Linked DNA regions of Anser cygnoides: region 2 is linked to region 1. Evidence: chromatin contacts called from public Hi-C data. All regions are on one chromosome and are shown on one strand. Each heading gives the region's core, a stretch centred on a gene start, on an enhancer-like site or on the middle of the called end of the contact. The rest is flanking DNA. Distances are from core to core; before and after follow the strand shown.

The links. Hi-C and Micro-C count contacts between places; a contact is called where the count stands out from the background.
Region 2: a Hi-C map of liver shows a contact between it and region 1, with 1.8 times the contacts expected there. The contact joins the promoter of GCFC2 here to the promoter of LOC106044496 in region 1. A contact is called at or near these places in 2 of 7 Hi-C or Micro-C datasets (granulosa cells and liver).

Annotation. Positions count from the first base shown.
Region 1 is chr3:115,452,841-115,459,485 of Taihu_goose_T2T_genome, forward strand. LOC106044496 (WD repeat and coiled-coil-containing protein) reads right to left here and starts at 4,335. Exons shown (of 6, transcript XM_048065807.2): 1 at 4,181-4,335; 2 at 3,698-3,786; 3 at 3,382-3,596; 4 at 1-1,159. The coding sequence starts at 3,481.
Region 2 is chr3:115,660,628-115,666,730 of Taihu_goose_T2T_genome, forward strand. GCFC2 (GC-rich sequence DNA-binding factor 2) reads left to right here and starts at 2,902. Exons shown (of 18, transcript XM_048065712.2): 1 at 2,902-3,215; 2 at 5,254-5,364. The coding sequence starts at 2,969.

The DNA of each region.
Region 1 (6,645 bases), core at 3,085-5,584:
AGCTGAATTTGCTGAATGTTGGGTAAATTGGACGAAGTCAGCGAATAGACTAAAATAACGTTACAGGTATTGGAGGCGACCGATACGGTTTGAGTTTTGGGGTCAAAAGCCATTATGTCAGGAACCAGAATGCCTGGGATGCTAACTTTCTTGGTAGAGGTCACCTTTCTCTCAAAAGTCACCAGAATGAGATGTGAAGAGTCCTGCCCGCTTCCCGTTAGGTAGTCCTTGGGCCTCAGGTGAAGCAGGGGACTGGAATCGGCACCCTGCTTGCTGGAAAGCAGGTGAGTTAGATCCACGGGAGATGGAAGAGCAGACACAGGCTTCTCAGAGTCCAGCGACTTTTTGCCCCCGTCCATGGAAAACTCTTCCTCGCCACCCAAGCTGGACTGCGAGGCAAAGGATTCGGTCTCGACGCTCGCTGGAACTTCAAAGGCAACACCTGCGTTTAAGCCGCAGATCTTGTCCAGAGGGAGCTCGGTAGCAACAGCAACCTGGAAATTCAGAGTGGCTTCTACAGCGCAGATGTAGCCTCCCACATCGAAGATGGGGCAGAAGGAACAAGCGTGGAGCGTTTTCTGAGCCTCATCCCAAATATACGAATGAAGGGCACTGCCCACCCCGACGACTAAGCGATTGCCTTCCTTAGTCCAACAAGCGCAGTGGATGAGCCCGCTGCCCTTGATGTCGGCTTTCACTCTACAGCTGTTGAGATGAACGGAGTGCAGGACCGAGGCATCGCGCGTAGTGAGCACGGCCAGGATCTCCTTCTTCGGATGCCACACGCAGCCTTGGGGGAGCACTGGAAACGGCTCGCTGATGTCGCATATCTGAGAAACCAGGAGCTTATTCCTCTCTGCGGCATTCAGACAGAGCTGCCACACGGTGATGTGCTTCTTATGCTGAACAGCAAGAAGGGCTGGGGCATCAGCGGGGCTCGGGCCCCAGTAGAGTCCGTGAACGTGTTCGAACTGACCAACAACGCTCGAGTCACCAAATTTTGGCTCTCCGTTGTGGAGGTGTAAAGAAGTTAGGATGACCTGTTTCCCATCTGTCCAGGCAATACCGTGCACGGGGTGAATCGCTTGGTGTAAGGCATTAAGGCCCGTTCTCAGAAGCTTCGCCTTTCCTAGCTCCATGATTTTTTGATGTGAGGCATCTAAACAAATCAGAATGAAAGAAAAAATTATTGTGGAGGACAGAGGAAAACACCTGTAGGATTATTCAGCTTATGGCCCTGCCAACGCTCGACTCCTCCTTTCAGTGAAGCCAACACACACATAATGCTTGTCCACAACCCAACTTTTGTTGTTGTTCGTAATGTTTCCCCAGTGAAATGCAATTTTAAAAGAGGTTTTGCTGTTTATTCAGGCTTAGTCTGCTGCATTTTCATCACAAAACCAGTCCTTTCATTCTAATCGACAGGTTGCTGCTTCTCAGGGTATTTTGGAATGACTTAGTATTAAGAATTTTCAAAACGTCACCTCTCACCCTCAGCTTCGTGGCCCATTTGTGATCAGATAAAGTAATCTCTTACAAGTATGACAGAGCATTAATGTATTATCTATAAATCTGATCCTGTATTAAGTGGGTTAGAATGAGGCATTTGCCTGGTTATTCCAGAAAGCTCTCTAAAAGAGCAAATGCAATTTTGAAACAAGTTAGAATCAAAGCGGATTCTTCTGAGGAAATTTATTGAGAAAGTATTTAAAAGAACTTAGAACACAGGTAGGGGACAGAACCATCTACCTGAGGCATGTGCGAGTGAGTACTGTGAGAGGATATCAGTGACCTCACAGCTTCAACATCCCCTAGTGCAGTTAGGGCAGTCTTCCCCTTCCCTCCCAACCCTTTTCCTAAATGTTTTGGGGCCTTTTTATCAGAGTCCCCAAAGCATCTTGTTACTGTTTGCGGAGTACAAGGGATGAAAGCAGCAAGCAACAGGCAGCTGACTATGTCTGTAGACTGGCACTTATATTTACCTGAATATTCATACAAAATGTACGCGTTTTTACCTATCTACAGTAATTCTGGGGGCAGTTTTATTGTTTGGTTATTGCTGCAGAATTATGTCCTTTCATAGTGTCCAGCAAAATAGAAATTACTGTTTTATGGGTAGGAACTAAAAACGCAGAAAACCTTTGTTCCAGTACTCTTGACAAATGGGTTACATCATTTGCCTGATGCCTCAGCAGAAGGCTTCTCAGTTCCCTACACTGTGTAACAGCTTCAAGAGGGAGAATGGGAAACTGACAGCAATCGTCATTCTCTGCAGGCTGTAACCAAGTCTCCGGGACATCCACAAGGCACCAAAACTTCAAAGGGGTTCACAATTTTACCCACATTTCTAGTTTTTGAGCTGCGAGCAATCCCTATTCTGTGCACACAAGCTAACTGAAAGGAATCGATGGTCTCCTCGTTTAAGATTCTCTACAGGATTTCGCTCAGCTGCAAAGTCATGGCACAGAATGAGCTGCAGCTTTAGTAGGAAAGATGAAAAACAAGAAAGTGTATGAGAAAGTCAACAGTCAAATTGGAAGGGTTATCACGACATGAAGGAGCTGGCTCTACTTCAGATTTTAATTAACGATTTGTTGCTGATCCCATCTTGGAAGAAAAGGACTGGAAGAGCAGACTTAAGAGACTAAAATTATACAGTTATGATGATCAGGATGTCTCCTTATCAAGTTAATTACGAGCACAAAAAATAGTAAAGGGGGGCGGGAAGGAAGTGTGTGTGTGGGGGGAGAAGCATGAATATCTCTCCAGGAAATCAAGAATGGTTTAGGTTGGAAGGGACCTTAAAGATCACCTAATTCCAGCCCCCTGCCATGGGCAGGGACACCTCCCACCAGCCCAGGCTGCCCAAATCCCATCCAGCCTGGCCTTGGGCACTGCCAGGGATGGGGCACCCACAGCTTCTCTGAGCGTAACTGCCTGCATAGGTGCATAGCAAAAACAGGTCTGGCTTACAGTGGATCACAAACTGAGTAATTCGCTAATTTCAGTACGAAAGTTGCAAAATAAGACCGTATAATTTGGGAATGTTTTTAGGAGAGATGCTACGCACCAGGGAGATAATTACCTTACTACTACTGAAGCTCTCTGCCTAGTTCTGCGTTTCACAGTCCAATGATGATGGAAATGTTTCATAGAGTTCACGGACCACAGAACCACAAAAATTGGGTTAATTTAGTTTGGAGAATGTGAGTGTAAACTTGCAAACACAAACCAGGTGGTAGAAGAGACAGCCCTGATCCATTGTTCTCCAGGTCCACTGTGCAAGATAATAAGCAGCTTAGTTTCAACAAAGGAGATTTAGGTCAGCTATTAAGGAAAAATTGTAACTAAAAATGACAGCTCAGCACTCAAGCGGGTTACCTTGCAGAGGGGAAGAAGGTGCTCCATGAATTTGATACTCTTTTGCTATTGCACTGATGCAATTTGATCGTAAAAGTCTGTCAGGGACAACTTTAAGCATGTTGCCTTGTGGTAAAAGCACACTTGAGGTACTTCCCAGTTACCTTCTCCATCACCTGCCTGGCTCTTCTAAGCTCCAAAACAACTGATCTCAATTTCCTTTTAAGCAACGGCCACTTGTGGAAAAATTAAAGCGGGATTTGATTGTTTTTAAGGAATCTGAGCGCCACACCCCTGCTGGGCAAGCTTCACACACAGAAGGGCGATGCCAACTTGCCTCATAAGACAGGCTGGGATCCTACAGCTCCGGGGCCACCTGGGCGGTTCCTTCTGGCGGAGGAGCCGCTCCACATCGCCCGAGGACACCTGGAAAAGGAAAACCGGGCCCGGCGGCCGTGGCACCCGCACCGCCCGGCACCCCGGGGTGCTGAGGCATGCCGCAGCCCCGTGACATGGCGGAGGCCGGGCTGAGCTGCTCGGCGCGGCACAACTCCCGCTCCCTGCCCCTCTGAGGAGCCGAGGAGCCTGCGGGGAGCCCCGCGGGGCCAAACGGGGCAGCGCCGGGGAGAAGGGGGCGAAGGGAGCGCCCAAACCCGCCCGCCCGCGCCGCTTCCCCAAAACCAGCCGCCCGCCCGCGCCGCTTCCCCAAAACCAGCCGCCCGCCCCGCCGCTCGCTGCGCGGGCCCGCCCGCACCGATATCCCCCGCCTCCCTCAGCGGCCCGCCCGCCGCGCTCCTCCCCGCCGCGGCCGGCGACCGACCTCACCCTCCCGGCGGCTCGGCACGGCCCCGACGGCAGCGAGCGGCGGCCGCCTTCTGGTCCCGGCCTCCGTTCCGCCTCTCCGCCCCGGCCCGGCCCGCCCGGGCCCTGTGACGCGGCGGGCGGTGCCTACAGGGGCTGGGCGCTAGGACTACAACTCCCAGGAGGCAGCGGGGCTCGGCCGTGACGTCACGCGGCTCTCCGCCAATCCCGAGGGTGGCGGGAATGGCTTCTTCCCGCCGCCCCGCTGTCGCCCGTCCCTGAGGGGACCGCGGGCGAGGGGTCGGGGTTTGCGCCCTGCCCCGTGTCTGGGGACTTCTTTTTTTCTCCATAAAGGTGGAAAATCAGTTAATTAGATGCATACCCGCTTTGTTCTGTGTTATCCTCGGGAGGTCACGTTTAAACCCAGGGAATAAAGCACATAAATGTGATACAGAAGTGCTCCAAAACAACTTTGGTCTGGATTTACTGCATTGGGCATAACACACTGTGAAGTCCCCGAGGCCTTTTTAAAGTTAATTGTGTGCTCTTGCAAGGTGTATGCCGTAGCACTTGTCAGTGCTTAGTATTGCAGAGCAGTCCGATCACTGCACAGGTTTTGAAACCCATGACAGGATGTTGAAGTACTGGAAAAGGTGCATTAAAGAGCTGTCAAATTGGTTCAGGGTGTGAACAAAATACTCAAAATGAACGTGAGGTCAAACGTACAAAAAAGCTCAAATGTAAAAAAAAAAAAAAAAAAAAAAAAAAGAAAGAAAGAAAAAGACTAGTGCATGAGGAGGCTCAGGGGAGGCCTTATGGCTCTCTGCAACTACCTGAAAGGAAGGTGTGGGGAGCTGGGGGTCGGCCTCTTCTCACAGGTACCTAGTGATAGGACTAGAGGGAATGGCCTCAAGTTGTGTCAGGGGAGATTTAGGTTGGAAATGAGGAGACATTTCTTCTCAGAAAGAGCAGTCAGGCATTGGGACGGGTTGCCCAGGGAGGTGGTGGAGTCACCGTCCCTGGGGGTGTTCAAGGGAAGGTTGGACCTAGTGCGTTGGACCAGATGATCTTGGAGGTCTTTTCCAACCCTAATGATTCTATGATTCTACTTGTCTATCTATATATGTATATTATTATTTTTCTTTTTTTGAGTTAGTGCAGAAAGGTTTAACAAAAGAGCCCATGGATCAACTCAAGCAGGACACAGCTGTCAGTGTGATTGACCTCTGGAGCAAACTACTAACAGAAAGCATCAGTTTTCCACTTTCATCTTTAAGTCAAAATGTGGCGACTTTCTGGGACATATTTTTTAGCTAAATGCAAATTCCTCCGTAGTCACAGACAAATTTTGGAGTTCAATGTATGAATATGAAATTCAATGGTCTAGTTTGCACTAAAGGTGAGGGCATCTTTGGATCTATGACAGACTATTGGTTACAAGGTAAAATTCCAGGTATTGTCTGTCAAAACAAACAAACAAACAAACAAACAAACAGAAAACACTAATTTGACTGTTTTCTACCTGACAGGGTACCTGTAAGATGCTGGATTATAGGATAGAGGGCTCAAGAAGACTGCAGTGCATAAGAACTCTTCTCTTATCTGATTATAGTGGGAAAGGGTCATGGAAGAGAAATTCATGCCACTCATATAGAAATTTCACTTCCAGCTTCCTTCAGAAAATTGTCCAGCAAAGGAGAAGTGGCCATGAGACTTCTGGATAGCGAGTGGTAGAAAATAGGATTTGTTTGAACTGCTGTATTTTTTAAAAGAAAGGGTCTTTCTGCCAGCTTCAGGCCCTTGACGCTGTGAGGTGCTATAAACAAAACAACCAACCAACCAAAACCAACAACAAAATAAAACCAGGTTTGAGATGATTAATAGATTTATAAAGTTACATTTTAGTTCAGAAAGCAGAGGACACAAATGACAGCTTTTCTGTGTTGCTTGACAAATACTTATTCTCAGATATGTGAGAATTAATCAGAAAGTGAACAAACACGATTTTCACATCTCTTCTCTGTGTTCCCTCTTCTTTGACAGAGAGCACATTAACAGCAGTCAGAGTACAGAATGCTCACCACTGGAGCGAGAACAATCCCAAACTAACCTGGAACTGAAAAGGAAATCTGAAAAATGATTTCGTTCCTGCAAAAACCTACTCTTATATTCACTATGCACTTATGTTCCCTGTGCACTCTCGAGGTTAGGTTCTTGGTATGTTACGCTTCTCAGAGGTGAGCAGAGCTAAGCCCTGCTTGAGAGATGGCAATGACAGTTATTTTATTTGCTCTTGTTCTTTTAGCCCCAGGAAGCACACGTGCAGTTACAAGCGCTAAAAGTTTCTACTCCCTCTTGTGGGTTGGTAAGGGTTGCAAGGGGGGTCGTTTTCCAGTTCAGCTCCCTTCTTTCTGTAGGACTGTATGTGCCGAGACACTCAGCGCTGTATTACATCAGCTACTGGCACTGTGAAGTGCCTGGGGT
Region 2 (6,103 bases), core at 1,652-4,151, 210 kb after region 1:
TCCCAAAGCCTTCAGTTTTAGGTGCTAGAAAGATGTCGTTGGGTTCACGTTGTTAGGTTATGTGACACAAGTGGTGTGAGGGGATAGGGGCTGTCCAAATAACACCCTGCCTGGCTGCTCCCAGGCCCCTTGCAGGAGCCATCAGCCCATCAAAGGCCCATTTCCAGAAACCCAAAGGTGCACAGGGGCACAGTGGCAGTCGAGGACCCAAATTACAAACTCCTATGTGTGCAGCTGTGAGCGAGATGGTCTGTACCAGCAACTGGAAAGGGGCTGTCATTTCAGGGCCTCCAAAATTCAGGCGCCAGCAAATGGGGAAACTAGAAACCAGGCCCCAGAACCACTCTTAAGAAGTTATGGTATGCCTCTTACCAGAATTTTGTAAAATCCTCTAGAGTTATAAGTTGCTTTTAAAGGATGAATGATATATGTATCAACTTTGAAATAAATTTTCTCTGATCTTTTAGTATGTTTTGTGAGTCGCTGTGGAAAGTTTTCCTCATTCAGAGATTTCTGGAAAGATAAAATGCAGTGATAAAGATAGACAAAACAGTGTAAGAGAGCAAAGCAAATGTATGATTAATAACATAATTAATACAATCACACATTAATCGACAGGGTAAACAGATCACTGATTTTAAGCCAGTTTATGGAAGTCTACACTAAAACTCTATGTTAATGAAACATAGACATTGCTGATGACTGTGGCTCTTACTTGTCCCATGTAATACTGACAGTCTGAGGTGATACTGCCCTCCTCTGTTTTCTTTGCCTCATGTTCTGCCGGACTTATTCTTGACACGAAAAGAAGCAAGCACGAAGCATTCCCTCAGCTGCTGCAAATAACATTGTGCAGTAACTCCAGCTACGGGAGGTAAAGAAGTTGTTGCATTCAGAAGGTTGAATCTAGTTTTACAGTCTTGAGGCAAAATTGATTTGGCCTTTGAGTTTGGGTTCTTCTGCACTCAAAACTTGTTTCTGATGAACAGTGAGTCTTACAGAGCAAGTCACTTTGTAACTTTGATGTTAAAGTTTAACGGAGTTCAAGCCAGAGCTGAAGTCTATGGAGTGTGAAAAGAGACCATACTATCGGTCACTAATGCTTCACTGGAAATGTTGTGCAAGATTCATCTTGCTTTCATGCTACTTCTTGCTTTGGTAAGAGAAACCTATAGAAATTTGCTGATCTGAATCACTGATCTCCACAGAGCCCTTCTCAAAATCCATTTGCATGGCAAATGAGCTTTTAGTGCCTAGCAAAATAAATCCACTGGCATTTGCACCGAATTCCTTCCAAAGAGATACTTTGCTACAATTGAATTTGCTTTTCCTCTTCTGCACTGGGATCATTTTGGTTAGATGTGACTACTTAGACTAGTATCTTGGCACTCAGTGAGCATATTAACTGGAGTGACAACTGCAAACACAGCAGTTTCTCCCTGCTATTAATACCAACTGTGCCACAGATCTGTTCCACGTTTCTGCCATGCTGAAGGCCTGGACCATTTTGTCATCCAAGCAGGCAGTTCAGTCCTGCCTAAACAGCGCTCACTAGATGAATTTTATTATTCTATTACTTACTTCACTATTGAAGAATTTAAAATCAGATAGAGAATCTCTCAAGACTTAATATAGAGTCACAGAAAAGGAAAGGAGATTTCCAACTGTTAAAAAAAATGTCAGAGGAAACACAGGCCCCTAGGACAGCTCTTGAGACCTGTTTAGCATCATGTAACATCAGTGCTGGAACAGTAAATAAGAAGCAAGTAACTTCATTGGCATAATTCCAGGTTGATCTATGCCAGCAAACTCAGCATTGTCCAATTTATCCACCTGGCGGATAAATTCGGTGTACCTGTGCATCCTCAGACTATCCTTGACTTCACCCCTCAGTCAGAGAAAACACACAGGGGAAACATATATAAATTGCAAAGCTATAATGCAGCTTTGCATCAGAGCTCACAGTAAGTCATTTTTTAGGCACATATCTACTTGCACAACTACTTCTTTTTTTTTTCACAAGACCCACCAACCTTTTCCAGTGCAGAGGATGAATGACATTTGCAAGATGAACTGTGCTTATTGAATTGGTAGTTTTTATAATCCTTATTATTCATTGTACAGCCTTGGGTTTTATTTAATATGAACTGTTCAGAACCTGCACTAACTAGAAATATTTTAATTTTCTCTTGGGTTTTTATATTGGTCTTATTGTACCGCATTGTGCTTCACAAACGCAGTTTCTCTTCTTCATGTGATTCCTGAGGCAAGTTAATATTGGTATCTTCATCCTACAGATGAAGGAGGGATGGGTGAAGCAATTTAAGCAAGAACATTTCAAATGTCCACTATTTTTGGATACTTCTCTTGGGACACAAAGGCCTTACTTGAAGGACTCGCCCTGTTCCTGGTGTAACCGTAGGGGTTGGACCTGAAGCTTTCTTTCCACAGATCTCATTCACCACAGAGATGAGGGATGGTACGTGCCACTGTACAGCCCCTCACCACACAAACTAAATTTAAGTCCTTGTTATGCCACAACCCCACCGTCCTTCTGTTCCCAACCCCTCTTAACAGCGCTGGCATTTGCCTGCCTCCTTCAGAGAGCTAAATCCAGAGAAACAAAATAAAAAACGTGATTGTTTTTTGACAACTACGTAGCACCAAGCTGCGGGGCACGGGAAGGACCCATCAGGGCCACCCCCACCACGAACACACACACACACACTGACCTTCAAATAAATTTTATTTTCACGTGTCTGAGTGATCACCCAACCCCAGATCGCCTTCAGCTGGAGGACACTTTCCACACCCCCCTCAGCCTGTGCGAGGCCCTTCCCCTTCCCTTCCCCTCCCCTCGCTCCTCCCCTTCCCCGGGGACCCGAGGCGGGGCTGGCCCCGCAGGGGGCAGAGCCTGCGGCCGCCGCGCACCCTCCGCACGCAGCCGCTGCCGGGCCCGCCCCGCGCCATGTTCCGCCGAGCCCCGCGCACCTTCCGCGCCCGGCGCCGCCCGGCCTCCAGCGGCAGCAGCGAGGAGGAGCCGGGGGCTGAGCCTGACCCTGGCTACGTCCCGGACCCTGCCCCTGCCCCGCCGCAGGACCCCGGCACCGCCGCTGCGGAGGGGCCGCTGCCCGCAGAGCGGCCGGTGCGGGGCGGAGCGGGGGTGCGGGGCGGTGCGGGGGTGCTGAGCTTCGGGAGCGAGGAGGAGCGGGAAGGTGAGGGGGCGGAGAGCGGGGGGTTCTCGGCTTCGCTGGGCACCGCCGCGGTGGCTTCGTGGTGGGGGGGGGGGGGTTTGTCCTGCTGGGGTCTGCCGTAACTGCTCGGTCGCTGCCCCTCCTGGAAGGGGATAAAATGGGACAAAAAGGGCTCGGGGGTGAGATAAGGGCAGGGAGATCGCCCATCGGCTATCACGGGCAAAACAGGCTCCGCACAGGGAGATCAATACAATTTATTGCCTGTTGCTAATAGGCTAGAGCAGTGAGAAACTAAAAGCAAACTAAAACCGCTTTCTCCCCGTCCACCCTCTTTCGTCTCCTCCCCCCGAGTGGTGCAAGGAAACAGGGAACAGATATGGTATATAAAGAGAGGAGGCTCAGGGCAGACCTTATTGCTCTCTGCAACTGCCTGAAAGGAAGCTGTGGGTGCTGGGGGTCGGCCTCTTCTGTAAGGTACCTAGTGATAGGATTAGAGGGAATGGCCTGAAGTTGTGCCAGGGGAGGTTCAGGTTGGAAATGAGGAGACATTTCTTCTCAGAAAGAGCAGTCAGGCACTGGGACGGGTTGCCCAGGGAGGTGGTGGCGTCACCGTCCCTGGGGGTGTTCAAGGAAAGGATGGACCTGGTGCTTAGGGACATGGTTTAGTGGGTGACAGTGGTGGTAGGGGGATGGTTGGATCAGGTGATCTTGGAGATCTTACTGATTCTATGATAAGAGATTGTAGTCAGACCCTAGTACTTGGTCTCTGCTGCTCCTTCACGGTCCCTCTCTGCCCCTGCTCCCCGTGGGGTCCCTCCCACGGGATGCCGTCCTTCCCGAACTGAGCCTGCGGGGGCTGCCCACAGGCAGCAGCTCTTCAAGAACTGCTCCCACACGGCTCCGTCCCACGGGGTCCATCCCCCAGGAGCAAACTGCTCCAGCACGGGGCCCCCACGGGCGGCAGCTCCCCCCAGACCCCCTGCTCCTGCGTGGGCTCCTCTCCACGGGCTGCAGCTCCGGCCCGGGGCCTGCTCCTGCGGGGGCTCTCCATGGGCCGCAGCCTCCTCCAGGCCACATCCACCTGCTCCACCGGGGGCTCCTGCACGGGCCGCAGCGTGGAGATCTGCTCCGTGTGGGACCCATGGGCTGCAGGGGGACAGCCTGCTCCACCAGGGGCCTCTCCACAGGCCGCAGCACTCGGCTCTGTCCAGTGGTGGGCCCTTTGGAGCTGGCTGGAGCTGGCTCTTACCTGACACTGACATGGGGCAACTTCTGGATTCTTCTCACAGAGGCCCCCCCTTGCAGCCCTCTGCTACCAAACCCTTGTCACGTAAACCAAGTGCAGTGGGGGTGCTGGTTGCTTGGTGGGCCGCAGGTCTCTTCTATGCACCTTCTTCTGAACACAAGTTGGGATCCTGTGTTACGGATGTTGTGGGGTTTAGGAGAGACGTGCCTGTAACAGCACTTTGATGTCTCTTTGTGTGCTTGTGGCACACATTGGAAAGTTTTGTAGAGCTAGAGAAAACTTGAAAAAACAGAAAGGTAGCTTGCTGCAAGAAGGATATTGAGTTGGTGGAGCTCAGAGAAGAGCAATGAAGCTGGTGAAGGGACTTGAAAACAGGACTTAGGAGGAGTGGCTGAGGGAACTGGGGTTGTGTAGTCTGGAGAAGAGGAGGCTCAGGGAAGACCTTGTGGCTCTCTACAACTACGGGAGAGGAGGCTGCAGTGAACAGGGTGTTGGTTTCTTTTCTCAGGTGACAAGTGATAGGGCAGGAGGAAATGGCCTCAGGTCATGCTAGGGGAGGTGTTGCTCTGTCAAGGAGGCTAAGCTCCACAGATGTAAATTCAGAAGTGATGGATCCTGAGCAATAAAGTGATAGGTAGACAGAAGTTAGTCAGAGCTAGTTAGTCAGTTAGATAGAAGCAGCCAGAACTTCAGAATATGTGCTGAATGCACATGTAAGGTTTATTTGCTTTATATATATGTGCTTTACATATATACATGCATATACAATACTTTGTTAATATGTCTCTGAGTCATTGGGTTTTATCTCTCCAGGTGATGAAGAACTTTTCAAAATCAAAAAGCCGTCCTTCAATGAAGTAACCTTTAGAATTCAAAAGAAGAAAAGCCTGCTGCCTGCACAGAGAGAAGTAGAAGAAAGCAAAAGTACGTACTTCTACTGTTAAAAGATTCCCTACATTAGTTCAATGAAAACATTATGAAATCAGTAAATTAAGAGTTATGCCTCAATACTGTTAGATGCTTTCTATTTGCTATTTGATTCTGGGATGATACTTGCAGTGTTACTTTACAAGCTTATAATTTTAATCTGTTTCTACTGATTTAGTGTTTTTCCTTACTGACCTTGCTAAAAGGGGGGGGTCAGAACTTGGGAGTTCCTGAGAAGAGCTGAGTATGCAGAACCTCTGTAGTGTATCGGTTGATTAAAAACATGTGACAAATGTCACAGCATCATGACTTTAAAACTGTGGCAGCTATTCACTGCTGGGTACTGTCAGTTTGCAGTGTTAGCGCAAAAATTCAGATCAAATGTGAGCTTAATAAGTTTTTGTTTGATGGAGCTTAAGGTAAACCTTAAGCTTTGTGTTATTAAACTTTGCTATTAAAATGTGGATATCTTAATTGGATGCCATCAATAGCCTTGATTGTTCTGTTAATATTCTAAGTCTTATTGAATCTTAGTTGAATCTTAGTGAATCTTATTGAATCTTAGTAAAATTTCTTAGTGGGATATTTGGGGTTTGTCTGTTTTACAAGTGTGTATAAGATGTTCTCTTCCCTTCTATTTACCTCTTTGACACCTCTGGCATTTCACAGATATGCTGTAATGCTACTGCTAGATAAAAATAAACTAGGTTGAGATATAATTTCCTTTGTGGTTCAA